Regions from separate parts of the Mus musculus genome. Here region 2 is linked to region 1. Evidence: chromatin contacts called from public HiChIP or PLAC-seq data. All regions are on one chromosome and are shown on one strand. The core of a region is the stretch at or near the end of the contact, and the rest is flanking DNA. Distances in the headings are between cores, read along the strand shown. Region 1 holds the start of Bmp3 (bone morphogenetic protein 3). Region 2 holds the start of Vamp9 (vesicle-associated membrane protein 9).

Region 1 (7,281 bases), core at 2,018-4,517:
CAACATCTTTGGTAGAGAGGGGCACATATGTTGTGGAACTTCAGCGTGTTGAACTGGGAAGGTCGATCTAATTTATTAACACAAGATAGTGTCTTTTGCCTACATCAACTCCGGTCGCCCAACGAAGGGCGTATCTGGATAGTGGTGCTGATGAAGGGAGAAAGAAGTACAAAAGCTTTAGCCCCTTCTGGAGTCCTGCCACTTTACAGCCAGACAGGTCTTATAACAAAATCCTTTCACTGTGTGAGCAACTAAACACTCTTAGAAAGAGTCCAACCTGAGCCACTTCTCCAGGAGTCTCTAGGGAGGTAACATGACACTTCAGCTTCCACAAAACCACACACACACACACACACACATGTGTCTGCATTTGATGAATAAGTCATTAAGACAGTTTGTAGGATGCTAAAGAATTACTTTTCTTATCAGGGAGCATAGCCTTGTATATATGTTCACAGGGGCAAGCCATCATTTCAAGGGAGTGTCTGGCCTCTGCTAAAGAGTTTATCATCTGATGGTATAAGACACAGTGAGGCTGACAATGGATACTGGAATTACAATGAGTAGAAAGAGCGAGAGCCCAGATGGTAAATAGTTGTTACCCAGGACTTAGTCTAAAATCAGTAGCTAAACAGTATGTGTGGAAGAGACAAAAAAAAAAAAAAAAAAATCCAAATTTACCTTCAAATGTTGTTACACGCGCTAAAAATAAAATCTGTTAATGCAAAAATGGCTTGTCACTTGGACACCCCAACTACTCTCTGGGAACATAAGCAAATAGAAATATCGAAGCCAGGATGATTTAAATATCTTCCTTACTGCCACCTGCTTTGCCCACCCACCAGCTTCCTTCCAGACCTTGTTAGTCCCACGGTGCTCTTTGGCTCAGCTCTGCCCTCAGCAATGCACTAATGTAAACAGATGGGTCACTGGTGTCAGGGCTATTAGAGTTGTCTCTTCAAGTGGCTAGAATGCTCAGCAGCAGGCAGAATAGGTTTCTAGGTCCTAAGTAGAGGACAGCTCTTTTCAGATCCTGACCGTGGATCTACGAAGCAAGTGAAATTTGGCTTAGCTCAGCTTCTAGCTAAAGACTTCTTCTCTGCATTAAAAGCATAACTCACATTTATTGTAAATGGCGTCGTGCCCGTGAGCTCCAGAGTGAATTCACAGTGGCTTTCCTTGGTGGATATCCCCACCTCCCCGCTCCCAGCCCTCACGAGTGAGGTCAGGAGAAAATTCATCTAGTGTTTTGGACAGAATGGAGAGAGCACTAGAGACACAGCCTCCACCCTTGAACATTCCTGACTGTTCTTCAACCCAAGTCTGGAAGGCAGACTTTTCAATCACCTTTCCTTTAATCCTGAAGGTAATGTACACAAACCCTAGTGCATCCTTAAAGCAGATCAACAGTGAGTGTCCAGAGATTTTGCCCTCACCCTGTTATTATAAACTGTTCGCTTCAGCACAGGAGCTGGCAGGGGTGGGGTGGGGTGGCTTTAAGCCATGAATTTCAGCCTCAAGGATCTGTGTTGAAAAAAATAAACCAAAAAAAAAAAAAAAACCGGGAAGATGAGATTTTCATCGCTGATACTAAGAGGTGTTTACTCTCCACCAGAGGAGGTCTCTTCCCAAGCTAACGCTTCCCAGCTTGGATCTCGCAAGACTTATTTGCCAGATGGGTTAGAAATAATCTAAACACTCACGCACCTGGTTTTGTTTGTGTGTTTGCCACTAGGGGACTATCAAGAAGAACGTGTCAGATATAGCAACCCAAAGGTCGCAGGAGTTAAGAGTGAGTTCTGTGTCTGGAGAAGTGCCTGTTGAGTATGCTTTTCTCTCTCTGGGCCCAGGGTTGGCATAACATGGCATTCACTTCGATCTAAACGCTGCCAAAGCCCGTCGGAGGGAATTTATGCCGAGCAGAGCAATTAAATCATCAGCATAAGATCTCCGTAGGGGTGCCTGGAAGAGGGCTTCTGGACCCTGGGTGTCCTCCCTTGGCCTCTTTCCTGCTGCACCTCTAACTAAGCCTTGCCACTGTCCCAGCTTTTCTTCTGCTTTCCCGTCTCAGTTGGGCTCAAACTAGGCTTATCCGGAACGTCCCTGGAAAATTCCGAGAGGGCAGAGGGGACCAGACGGCAGCATATGAGAAAGGTCCCTACAGTGTACCGCCAGGAGACAGCGGAGTGGAGTGGCACGGCGGGAGGGGCTGTCCTCTGCACCCCGGGGTGGGATGGGCTCCCTCTCCCTCCCACTCACCTGCGGCTGCGGCTCTGAAGCTGCGGACCGTGTTACCACCGCGCAGGGGCTGAGGACCCGGGAGCTGCGAGCCCGGTGTCCGGGTAGCCTGGACTCTACTGCTGCCGCTGTACCTGTCATAGAGCCACAGCATATGCTCCGACACCTTGTCGTGCGGCCTCAGGTCCGGACTCGGGCTACCACCTGTCGCGCGGTCGCTTGGCTCAGTCTCACGGAGTCCCGGGAGGTGCAAGTTTGGTCTCTGTCCCTGTGCCAGGTTCAGGCAGAAGTAACCTAGCCATAGACAGAGCAGCCCGCGCGCCCCGGCCATAGCGAAGTCCTGCTGTCGCACCGCTCTACTTCGGGTCGCCCGCGACACCTCGGAGGCGAAAGGGACGGCGGCAGAGCCGGGGTGGTGCTCCAGCTGCGGAGCGGGACACTGAGAGCCGGGCACAGCTGGAGCGAGGCCGCGAGGGTCGGCAGGTGGGCTCTGGGTGGCAGCCGCGCCCGCTCAGCTCCTCTCGCCGGCCAGCCGGAGGGCGGAAGGTCTGGGCGAGCGCAGCCGAGTTGTCAAGCGCGGGCTCTCCCTTCCGTGCCACCTGAGACTGGGAACACCCGGCCGGGCTGCCGCTATGGGGATCTGGATCTGCGCTCCACCAGCCTGGGACGCGTGCCGGGGCGGGGTGTGCGCTGTCGCAGCCAGCTGAGTTCTCAGAGGACGTGTGGTGTGTGTGTGTGTGTGTGTGTGTGTGTGTGTGTGTGTGTGTGTGTGAAGACAGACAGACAGACAGAGAAAGAGGGAGACAGGGAGACAGAGACACAGAGACAGTGACGAACAGAGAGACAGAGATAGAGAGACTGGTTCTGTTCCTTCTTGTCCTGATCTGATCTGTCCGGTCCGCCTGCAGCGAGTTCTCCCTCTAGCCTCTGGCTCGCCTTCCTAAGGCAGCTGGAGCAAGACTACCTCCAGAAGAGAGAAGCCTGGAGCGAAGTAACCAGGGAGCCAGAACCAGAAGGGTAGGGAGAGACTAGGGAGGGCGCACGGGGAGGGGCAGGTGGCGCTGGCGAGGGGAGGATGGAGGAAGAGTAGGAGGGACTTTTTAAAAAATCTGAGCACAAGTGGCTACATTCCTCCTAGCAAAAAGGCAGAGGCAAGTAGCAGTTTCTTTTCCCTTATTTGTTCTTATTTTATTTTTTGTTTTTTGTTCCCTTTGTTTGTTGTAGAGGTTTTGGCTATTTGCAGTTTGCTTTGTATTCCGCTGATTCCATATAAAATCACCACTATACGAACACCACAGTTGGCTCCTTCCCTGGGACACTTGGAAGGGCCCTGTACCCAGACACCTGCGCTGCCCTCCTACAGCTTATTCTTCATAGAGTTTCTTTTCACATACATCCTCATCTTCTTCGGAGGAGATAAACAAAATGAAATTCCACCCCATGTTTTAAAAAGATAAGCTAACTACCACAAGTCCAGCTCGCACTGTCAGACCTCTCTCAATAGGTTTCCTTGAAGACAGCTGATGTGAGAATGAGTCAGGGCCTTTAGGAAGAACCTGGTGTGCAGACTCGAATATAACTAGTTCTGTTGTCCACGCCATGCCAGCACCCTATGGTGTCAGAGAAACATTAAACTGCTAGCCAGCACTGTTTACTGCAAATAACATATCCTAGGTACTTGTCATCCCCTGTGTCCAGACAGGATTTCACTGTGTAGCCAGGGCTGGCCTTGACCTCAGACCCCTGCTGCTTCAGCCTCTCTAGCACGCGGGATCCAGGCCTATATCACAAATCATGGGCCGTAGGCATTGTGCATTGTTTTCAAAGAACCTTCAAACAAATCCCATGTTGCAGACTAAAAGACTGAGAGAAAAGATGATTCCTAGCAGGTGGCAGAACTGGGCTCCAAACCCAGGGAGCCTGACTTGCCTGACTTCTACTCTAGGATCTCTACATACTTAAGAATGGAACGGACATTTAAATTGGCTTAAGCAGACTATGCCCTTGCCATGGCTCCTGGCAGTAGGACTCTCAGTCAATGTCCCTTTTGGGAAACTGTCCCATCTCTGGTGCATTGACATTTTTGAAAAGAAATAGGTTCGCAGGTCACAATGAGCCTTCAACATTTAGTTTCTCCTTTGTTGGGGAATGATAAACCCTCCTAGAGTTTTGTTGGAGTAATACTAGAAACCAGTACTCAGTGAGTGGCACAGGTCTGGTCTTTAGTAGACTCTCAATCCTTTTATCCCAAATTATCCCAAATGTATCCCAAATGCAGACCATGGTCTCCCCCTCTCAGTCACTTCTCAACCCACTGTTCAGCTGTTTGAATTCTGCCCTTAGTCACCCTGGGAACAGCTCTGCAGATAATGCCATAGACTTCAAGAGTGGTCGAGAGGCTCCAATGAGATCATGTGGGTGAGCTTCGCCTGGCATAGAACACATAATAGCTTTTGTGATTAATAATAAAAACCTAATTGCAAAATTCAATAGGCACTGGAAGGCTAACCCTTTGATTTCCCCTGTGAGCCTTTGTGTTCCCTCCCCTCTCTGCTTTTTCTCAGTTGTGTGAAATGTCCTTGCAGCAGCTTCCTGCTCTGCCTCAAAGCAAAGCCAGATGGAGAAGGAAGTCCTCCACTCCTCCTGCACAACGTGGTCACTGTGACCCATCAGTAGATAGTTTCTCACAGCCAGAGCCCTCAGGATGGAAACTCTATCCTCTTTCTCTCGGTATCTCCAAGGAACTGCTTCCCTCATGCCTTTAACTCTGGTTCATATTTCCACTGCACAATTTGTTGCCCTATAATCTATATGGTTCTTTTAATTTGTACCAAGCCACTGCACGGGGACTGGAAATGCTGCATACCTGCATGCCTTCGCTCCTTCCTAACTGAATAAACCTTCACTTCTCTGTGCTTGTATTTTCTCCATTGCTCAAATAACACACACACACACACACACACACACACACACACTTACACAGAAGGCCCAATATTTGGGGGATTGTACATTGGAAACCAGACCCTAGTCTATATAGCAAGACTAAGACCCTTCCAAAGGAGAGGGAAGACGAAGGGAGGGAGCAAGGGAGGGGATAAGAATGTTGGTGATGGGTGTGTGTGTGTGTGTGTGTGTGTGTGTGTGTGTGTGTGTGTAATATTAACATAGTTCCCAAGATATTTTAATTGCTTAGGGAGAGTTGTCTGAGTTTGAGGAAAATGGCCTGTCAGTATGTTATCAAACTATATCCGTCTTTATACTTTAGTGACCAACTATTAGATTTGAACCAAGCAAAGTAAAGGAGGTGTTCGACGTAGTGGAGTGATCCCTATTAGGGTCTTTCAGCTGTAACTCAGAGACTAGTATCTGGATATGGAAACCATTGAACCAAGTGGTAACACTAGGAGAAATCTAAACCCTAAACTGTTTTATGTCATGTACATAAATGCCCTACCAATGACTGGGCCATAGAGGAAACAGGGAATCCAGGAGTGGTGTGTCTAGAAAAGACAAATAGAGGTGCCCATCTCCTAAGCAACTCTTGAGGGAATTGATTTGAAAGCAAACTGCATTGGAAATGAACTGCTCCCTCATCAGCCCTCCTGAGGCTGCCTCTGTGGGATATGTCAAGACAGCAGGAGTGTGATTTCTGTTGTCAGAGCCATAGAGTCTCAGAGCTAGTCATCGAAATAGTTTCAATGTTGTTAGCATCTTTTGATGCCTGCTCTTCTAAAACAGTAAACAACTAGATCATAGGCTTTCTAATTCTGGTCAGATTCGGGTTTAGCGTTTCTTCATTTACGGAGGGGACTTCAGAGCTCAATACATCACTGGTACAAATACATCTCTGGTCTTGTACCTGATTCCTTTATTGTGTCAGATTGAGCTGTTTTAATTTTGGTTTGTTTAGATGGTTCTTCAAGACAGGGCTTCTCTGTATTGCCCTGGCTGTCCAGGAACTTGTTGTGCAGACCAAATTGGCCTCAAAGTAACAGAGAGCTGCTGGCCTCTGCCTCCGGAGTTCTGGGGTTAAAATATTGAACCACCATGTCCAAAATGTCATTTTAATTTTTAGTAATAGGACACTTCTGCTTTACCCTAGTGTTACTTTTTCATTTAGCTATGGAGACAGGGACTCATTCTCATCTCTTTCTTAAATGCAAAGAGTTGAAGAAAGGCTTTCTTATTGCTACAAACCACAGCAAAACACAATTTGAATTTTAGTGGAGTTTGTTGAATTGATCTCTACTTTTGGCTACAAAAGCCTAGATCTATATATATATATATATATATATATATATATATATATATATATATATGTGAATGTGCAGTGTGATATAGAATATATATATACTTAAGCACTATGTGTAACCAAATACTAAAATCTCCCCATCAGAATGGTTATTGAATACTCACTATGGCATAGCTAGGGCAGTTGTGATAACCTACATAAGATTTTCACTAACATTTCTCTGAGGATAAGGAGGAGGTATTTTGAGGAGCAGGCAGCATGTGAGGCCCCATCCTGCTCCCCGTGAAAATGTAAGCAGTTAGTGATTTTTGGGCAAGGGCTCTTCTTTATTGATGTAGACACTGGTTAGTTGCTCAGGCTCTTGTAGATAGCCCCTTACCCGTGCTCCTATATGTAACCACAATTAAATGAGCTGGATTGGACAGAGTTGTTTGTTGGTGTTGGTCTGTCGTTGGTGCCCCGGGAGTGAATCCTCATTTGTTCCAACAGCCCCGGGAGAGTTAACATTGCATCCTGTAAGGCTGCATTTGCAGCTGTGGGGCCTGGCTCCTGTCTTTTTTATGTCTCCATCTTTGTTTCATCTTTCCAGTAAATATTTAGCATCTGTTTTGATCGTGACACTTAATTTAGTGTCAAGAATAAGAAGATGATATCATAATGGTGTCTCATCCCAGGAAAAGAGTCTTCCAGGGACATGGGATAGCTTATTAATTAACTTTGGAAAAATTGATGTCATTTTGATTGACTGAGTGCTTTTTTTTTTTTTTTTTTTTTTTCCTGTTAACCATAGA
Region 2 (7,171 bases), core at 1,578-4,077, 1.1 Mb before region 1:
GATCACGATGGCCTGTTGGCAATGCTACTGCTATACGCAGCATGCCTTGGTGTCATCCGGACCTCGCATTTCCTATAGTTTTTTCACCTTGTCAATCAAAAATTTTCCCTCGGAAAGAAATAGCAAAGGGTTTCGTTTTGTCACCCCCACTAGATTTTGCTATAATGAACGATAAAGGAGATGCTACAGGGAAAGAATATTTGGCCATATTACCAATGGATTTTAAGCAATGAGGCAGGTGCTAGTACCAGTCTGTCAGCCTTTGCATTGCTGACTGGAACCTTTCATGAGATATTGAATGTTTCTGCCACTCTTTCCAATACCTCTACTCATTTAGATAATGTGACAACTAATAGAATTATCAGAAATATGACTACTTCTCCAGTAGAAGTTTGTGTCAATCCTCCATTTTTCTTTATATTGGCGGAATTTCAAAATAATACAGAATGGTTAGATTGTACAAATGTCACTTGTTTTTTGACGCAATGCTGGAATGGAACCAAATTCTTAGCCTTAGTGGTTCATCTACCAATCTTTGTCCCTGTGCCTGTTGAGGCAGATCCAGAGAAGTTCCCAATAACGAGTCTTATTCGGCAAAAGAGAGGTTTTGGAATCACAGCTGCCATTATTACAGCCATTGTGATGTCCGCGGCATCAGCAGTTACCGCAGGAACTGCTATGGCCCATCAAGTTAATACTGCTGACACCATAAGTCAGATAGCAGAAAAATCCTCTGAAGCATTGCTTACCCTGCAAAAGGTGGATTCTCATATCGCCTCAGGGTTAATGCTAGTGAATCAGAGAGTGGATATTTTACAACATAATATGGAACGGATGATGGATGTCATACAAATGAGTTGTGTGGCATCCACATCGCATGTGTGCATTACTCCCAATAAGTATATTAATAATTCTTTTATTAAAAGTACAGACCTATCGAATTACCTGAAGGGGAACTGGTCGCAGGAGCTGGAGAGGTTGCAGGCGAGACTGCAGATGCAGATCCTGAACCTTAATGGGACCAGAGTGGAACCAGTGACCCTCGGAGACTTTACCTCTTGGTTTACCTCTGCTTTTTCTTACTTTAAGGAATGGGTGGGAGTGATTTTGTTTGGTGCTGCCATATGCTGTGGACTGGCGTTCATGCTCTGGTTGGTATGCAAATTCAGAACCCAACAAAAACGTGACAAGGTGATTGTAACTCAGGCACTTTTAGCTATTGAAAACGGCTCCTCCCCTGAAATTTGGTTATCTATGCTCAAGAATTAGTCAGCATGAGATTAGATGAGAGAGACTCAACGATCATTGATCAGCCCTTGCTCATCAATAGGGTGATCATGATTTCCCCACTAATTCAATTTTTGGCTGGCCTCTTTTGCAGAGTTCGCCCTAGGTCATTTAGCAGTTATTGTCACACAGCACTGCGGTATCCAGAGACGGGCAACTTTCCTCGTGCACAGTCCAACCTAAGACATGGGGCCCGGTGGCGATAGGGTTACCCTATGACGGGTAAGGCTGTGACATTAGAGGAATGACCTAAAACAGGAGCCACGGCGGATGGGCATAATTGCACAGGCCTAGTCCAGTCTCATTTTATTAAAACAAACAGGGGGAGATGTGGGAAGCCACATGTGCCGTTGCTGAGTGGCACTGACTACTGCTGGCCACCATGCATAAGATTGGACAAACAACCAATGTGTACATATGCAGTAAAGTTTTTTGCAAAAACACTGCCTGGCCCAGGCATGATAATGAGGTTCTGTAAGGTACTGAGAGTATAACCAATCGGATGTGAGACATGCAAATGAGATGATAATGAGGCTCAGTGAGGTACTGAGAGAGAGTAGCCAATCAGATGAGGAACATGCAAATGAGGCTTAGTGCATAACCAATCAGGGTATGAGACACGCCTCTCCTAGGCCTATAAAAGCAGCACCAGCTCTGGGCAAAAAGTCTTTTCGCCTCTACAATCAAGCTCTCCCAATAAACGTGTGCAGAAGGATCCTGTTGCAGCGTTGTTCTTCCTGGCCAGTCGAGGGCGCGCAAGACTGTGCTAAACTAGGAGTAGTTCCTCTGTACAGGAGTACATTACAGCCTATCTTCAGCGAAACCTTTTCTACCCCCTGGGACAACTGATCTAAGGTTCAGATAGAATATTAGATGGCATCTGACAATTTCTAGGTGTGTGTGTGTGTTGGGGAACTGAACTCAGGGCCTCACACATTCTGGGCAAGCGCTCTAACGTTGTGATACATCTTGTGTTCTCACTTTTTAAAGACTGGGTCTATATAGCCCACGCTGACATCAAATTCATGGCCCTCCCACCCTGGGCGCTGAGAGTCCAAACTGCGCTGTCAGGTGGCCCTCACTGCCTGCAACTGAAGTAGTCTTGAGACCCTTACACGTTCACTAAGTGTGTTCAACTGCAGGTCATTTCCTTGTAATGGGGCTATCAACTTGGAGATGGCTATAAATCTCCGCCAGACGGCCGCGGGCAGTACGAGCCCCAACCCCTGGGTGGCGCAGGCGCAGTCCCACTCCCGCCTCGGAGGCAGCGCTTCTGGAGGGGGCGGGGACTCCCGGTCCCTGAGTCCTTCCAGGTCGCCCCGCGCCCTGAGGGGAGGCCAGGCGTGCGCCAGCCTCGAGGAACCGAACCCTCAGACGCCGAGGCGTGAGCCTCAGGTACCTGATAGGCGCCGCCGGTCAAGGCCAGCTCCGCCAGGACCGCTCGGCCATTAGCAACGCAGCTGTAGGTGATCGTCATAACCAGCAGGCCAGTGAGAGAAGCGGACCGCCTTCTAACCGCCCGCTACAGTTGGACCGCCGCTCCGCGCAGGCGCGAGGGACGGTTGATTGGCAGGGGAGGAGGCGGGGCCATCTGTGGGTCCCGCAGAGCCTGTGAGTTTGCTAGGCGAGGTCCTCGCACATGCTTGGGATTCCTGAGGTCTCTCTGTGCTCCGGGTAGTCTGGAAAACCATTTAAGAGCTGTTTAACTGCCCAGGCCTCATCTACGTGTGAATCAGTCACAATCTAGGGCTGCGAAGCTGGGGGTAGTAGGCAAAGACCCCGGAGGTCTGAGTTCGAATCCCCAGAACTCACGCTAAAAAAAAAAAAAAAAAAAAAAAAAAGAAGTAAAAAAGGCATGGTGGTTGGAGCATGTAATCCCCTTTGAGAAGTGGAGTGGTGGTGGAGACAGGTGTATCCTAGTAGCTCATTGGCCTACCTGAATTGATAAGCTTTAGGTCTGGTGAGTCTTGGTTTCAAAAAATGTGGAGCGCAACCTTGGAAGACACATCTACATGTGCACGCACATCACACACACACACACACACACACACACACACACACACACACACACCATGCACGCATGCAGCACACTTAAATTTAAGCAAGCATTGGAGGAACCTCTTGTGCACAGCCTGCATTTGGTTTTGTGAGCATGAAGACCATCTCTGAGTTGTTCTGTAACTACTCACAGAGCAGCATACGCTGAACAAATGCTGGTTACAGTTTGCGGTGACAAAAATGTTCACAGCATTGAAAGGACCCCATTAGGGGCGTAAGGGCTCCAAAGTCTCACTCTCTGACTGCCCAGTTGGGGTTCTCTGTGTTAATTATCATCTACTGTAAGAAAAAGCTTCTCTGACGAGGTTGAGCAGCGCTCTGCTCGGTGGGCATAACAATTTGTCCTTAGAGGTCATTTTATGGTAGTATGTTTCCCCTAGGCCCATGACCTATCCAAACCCAGGTTCTTGGCCACTTTTAGTGTCATATATGAGTTCCATTTCATGAAGCGGGACTTAAATCTAATCAAAAAGTAGTTGGAGGGCTGGAGAGATGGTTCATTGGTAAGAGCATTGGCTGATCTTGCAGATGACCAGGGTTCAGTTCCTAGCACGTACATAGCTGCTTACAACCATGCATAACTCCAGTTTCAAGGTATCTAACATCTGACTTCTGTGGGTTCCAGGCATCATGTGGTACACAGACATACATGCAGCCAAAATACTCATCAAATGAATATATCTTTGGAGTTGTAGCATTGGCTCAGTGGTTAAGAGCATGTGTTGCTCTTGCATAGGACCTCGGTTAAATTCTCAGTATCCACATGGTGGTTCATATCATCTGATCCAGGGGATATGACGTTCTCTTCTGACCTTTGTGGCACAAGACACATAGATTACATGCACACACACACACACACACACACACACACACACTACCCATGCGCATAAAATAAATCTAAAAGTTGGTCACTACCATATCATTTGTGCTACATCAGTACATCTTGCAGGTTCTGGACTCTGTTGTAGGTTTTATGGTTTGTAGCTTTGTGAAATCAGCTATTACTTTTCCCCTCCAGTAGTGTGCGAATTACTTCCCAGCACTATGAGTGCTAGTCAGTGGGGCAGATCTTGTATGTGGGCATCAGTCTGGTTTTTCCATGTTTAATAACATACGTAAATGTTCCTTCAGCAACAGGGCCTTGCTGTGAGGTTACAGCTCAGCTTGTTTGCTTCCTTTTTCTAGTATTTTGAGATTATAATAATTATAGCATAGCGTTTCTCCCTTCTCTTTTCTCCCCTTCCCTCTTCCAAACCCTCCCATATGCCCCTCTCCTCCAAATCCATGGCTTATTTCACTAATTGTTATTGCATGCATACATTGCATGCATGTACATATATATATTCCTAAATATAACCTGCTCACTCTATATAGTGTTCCTTGTATGTATGCTTTCAGAGATGGCTGTTGGGCGTTGGACAGTCAGTGGGTGTGTCCTTCCCTGCTACTGTTCCCAGCCTCCCTCGGTTGTCCTGAGTTCTTCATGTAAGGATGAGGGCTCACGGGCTTTTCCCGACCCACGTTGGCATGCCCATTGGTGTCGTCCTTGCTCAGCTCGTCTTTGTCCAGTCACGTGGGTGAGACTTTCTGGGTGCAGTCTTTGAAGTTACTAGGAGACACCATCTCACAGCAAACTCCCTCATCTTCTGGATCTTAAAATCCTTCTTCTTCCACAATATCCCCTTAGCCTTAGGTTCCGTGAGAGTGTTTTACAGAAGGTATCCATTGGGGCTGGACTCCACAACTTGATTAATTGTGGTTTTCTGTAGTGATCTCTTTGTTACAAAGTGACAGTTCCTTGATGAGGGGTGGGGACTATACTACACTTATTTATGGGTATTGAGGCAATGTTTATAGAATGTTGTTAGGTATTCTGATGGTCTAGTAAACCAGAGGTTGTAGATTCTCTGCTAATAACCACGACCTCACTAGCACTGAGCAGTTAGCTAAGATTTCAGGCCCAGGCAGGCTCTGTCTCCTGTTGAGTGGGTCTTAAGTCTAATTAGACAGCTCTTGGTTATTGCCAAGCTAAGCATCCACCCCTGCACCCTTAGCATTATCCCATCATGCAGGTCATACATGTGCTTCCTAGGCATCATAGCTGGAGGGAGGGACTGCTGGCTGCTTCCTCCCTTTGGAAGCTTGCATGACACCATCTGGCACCATGAGAGCAGTCCTCAAGGACTGAAAATTCAGGTCAGCTCCAGCTCAGGGGTCCCTGGGTGTCGTTCCTGAAGTGCATGGTGTCTTTGTCAGCTAACTTTCTTATAGATTCCAGGACCATCTGCCCAGGAAATAAACCACAGTGGGCTGGGCCTCCTACATCAGTTATCAATTAATAAAACTCCTTATAGACATTCCCACAGACCAACCTGATGAAGACTCACTTGAAACTCCTTCTCAGGAGATTCTAGGCCACGCCATGTCGACAGTTAATGGTAACACTCTCCTGTCCTATCCCATCTCACCCCTGCCAACGCCTTTAAACACTAGCATCCCTCCCTACTTTAAAATTTTCTATGTATCCTGCCATCCCTCCAATTTTAAAAAATTGGGTTGTGAGAATGTAGGCTTCCATATAGTTTTATGTGCCCTTCCTTTGGGTTAGACTTTCTATCTTAGGGTTTCTTTTGCTGTAATGAGATACCATGACCAAAGTAACTTAGGGGAAGAGATGGCTTATTTTGCCTTACAGCTTGTAATCTGTCATTCAGGGAGGTCACAGCAGGCACTCAAGGCTGGAACCTGGGAGATAGAACTGATGCAGAGGCCATGGAAGAATGCTGCAGAGTGGCTTGTCCTTATGGCTTGTTCACCTGCTAATCCCACAAAATGAGAGTAGAGACCACGGACCCAAATGTTTTAGTCAAATTAAGCAAGCTTTATTTTCTTCCAGAAAGGGCTATCTGCCTACAGTGGGGTTTAGAGAATAGGAGAAAACAGGAGAAAGTGAGGCTTATATAGCTCAAAACCTGCAAGACTAGGCAGGGCCATTCCAAGGGTTTTCAATTATGCAGGAACTTGGCATAACATCTCAAAATTATTTGTCAGAATAGCTTATCATCAGGGTGAAGGTCAGGTATGGCCAGAATATAGGGGTGTGAAGACTGTCGAATTTCAGAAGATGGCTCAAGACATGGTCAGACTTAAGTTTTACAGAAAACAGGAATGGACGTATGTTGACCTTGTAATATGGTGACTTCTAATCTCACGATGGAGTCAGGCTGGTCCATCACACTCTGCCTTCTTAGAGCACCCAGGACTACCAGTTGGGGGTCTCACTATCAACAGTGATCTGGGCCCTCTGATATCCATAGTCTGTTAGGAGAATGCAGCACAGGCAGGACCACAAGCCAGGCTGGGGTGGACATTTTCTCAGTTGAGGTTCTCCTTTCCAAATGACTCTAGCTTGTGTCAAGTTGACATAAAACTAGCTGGTGTCTTTTCTTTCTGACTCCTTTCTCATTCCAGTGTGTGGGACTCCTAACAGAGGGAGTGGGGGGTGTCTCTGACTCTCATCTATCCTTGGGACTCTTTTTGTCCTACTGGGTCTCCCAGCTTTGATATGAGGGTTTGTGCCTAGTTGTATTCTATCTTGATATTCCTGGGAGGTCCCCCCCCCTTTTTTTTTTCTTAAAGGGGAATGGAGGAGGAGTGGATCTAGGGGAGAGGGAAGGTGGAGTGAGGACTGGGAGGGATGGAGGGAGGAGAAACTGCAGTTGGGATGTACTGAAAACAAAACAAATATATCAATATTTGTGCAATTCCTTCAGTCCCCACTCTTGAAGTTATAAAACTCGTAGACTGCCCAGAGCTTCCGGGAGGA

The links. HiChIP or PLAC-seq counts read pairs in DNA pulled down with a chosen protein or histone mark.
Region 2: an H3K4me3 HiChIP or PLAC-seq map of embryonic midbrain shows a contact between it and region 1, with 7 times the contacts expected there. The contact joins the promoter of Vamp9 here to the promoter of Bmp3 in region 1. A contact is called at or near these places in 1 of 39 promoter capture datasets (hippocampal neurons) and 1 of 115 datasets of contacts at active chromatin or transcription factors (embryonic midbrain).

Annotation. Positions count from the first base shown.
Region 1 is chr5:98,850,401-98,857,681 of GRCm38.p6, reverse strand. Bmp3 (bone morphogenetic protein 3) reads right to left here and starts at 3,267. Exons shown (of 3, transcript NM_173404.5): 1 at 2,260-3,267. The coding sequence starts at 2,569. Gm34563 (a long non-coding RNA gene) reads left to right here and starts at 3,175. Exons shown (of 3, transcript XR_389376.3): 1 at 3,175-3,255. RefSeq lists a promoter at 3,180-4,043 and a silencer at 4,381-4,885.
Region 2 is chr5:99,901,921-99,909,091 of GRCm38.p6, reverse strand. Vamp9 (vesicle-associated membrane protein 9) reads right to left here and starts at 2,827. Exons shown (of 6, transcript NM_001378420.1): 1 at 2,687-2,827. The coding sequence starts at 2,764.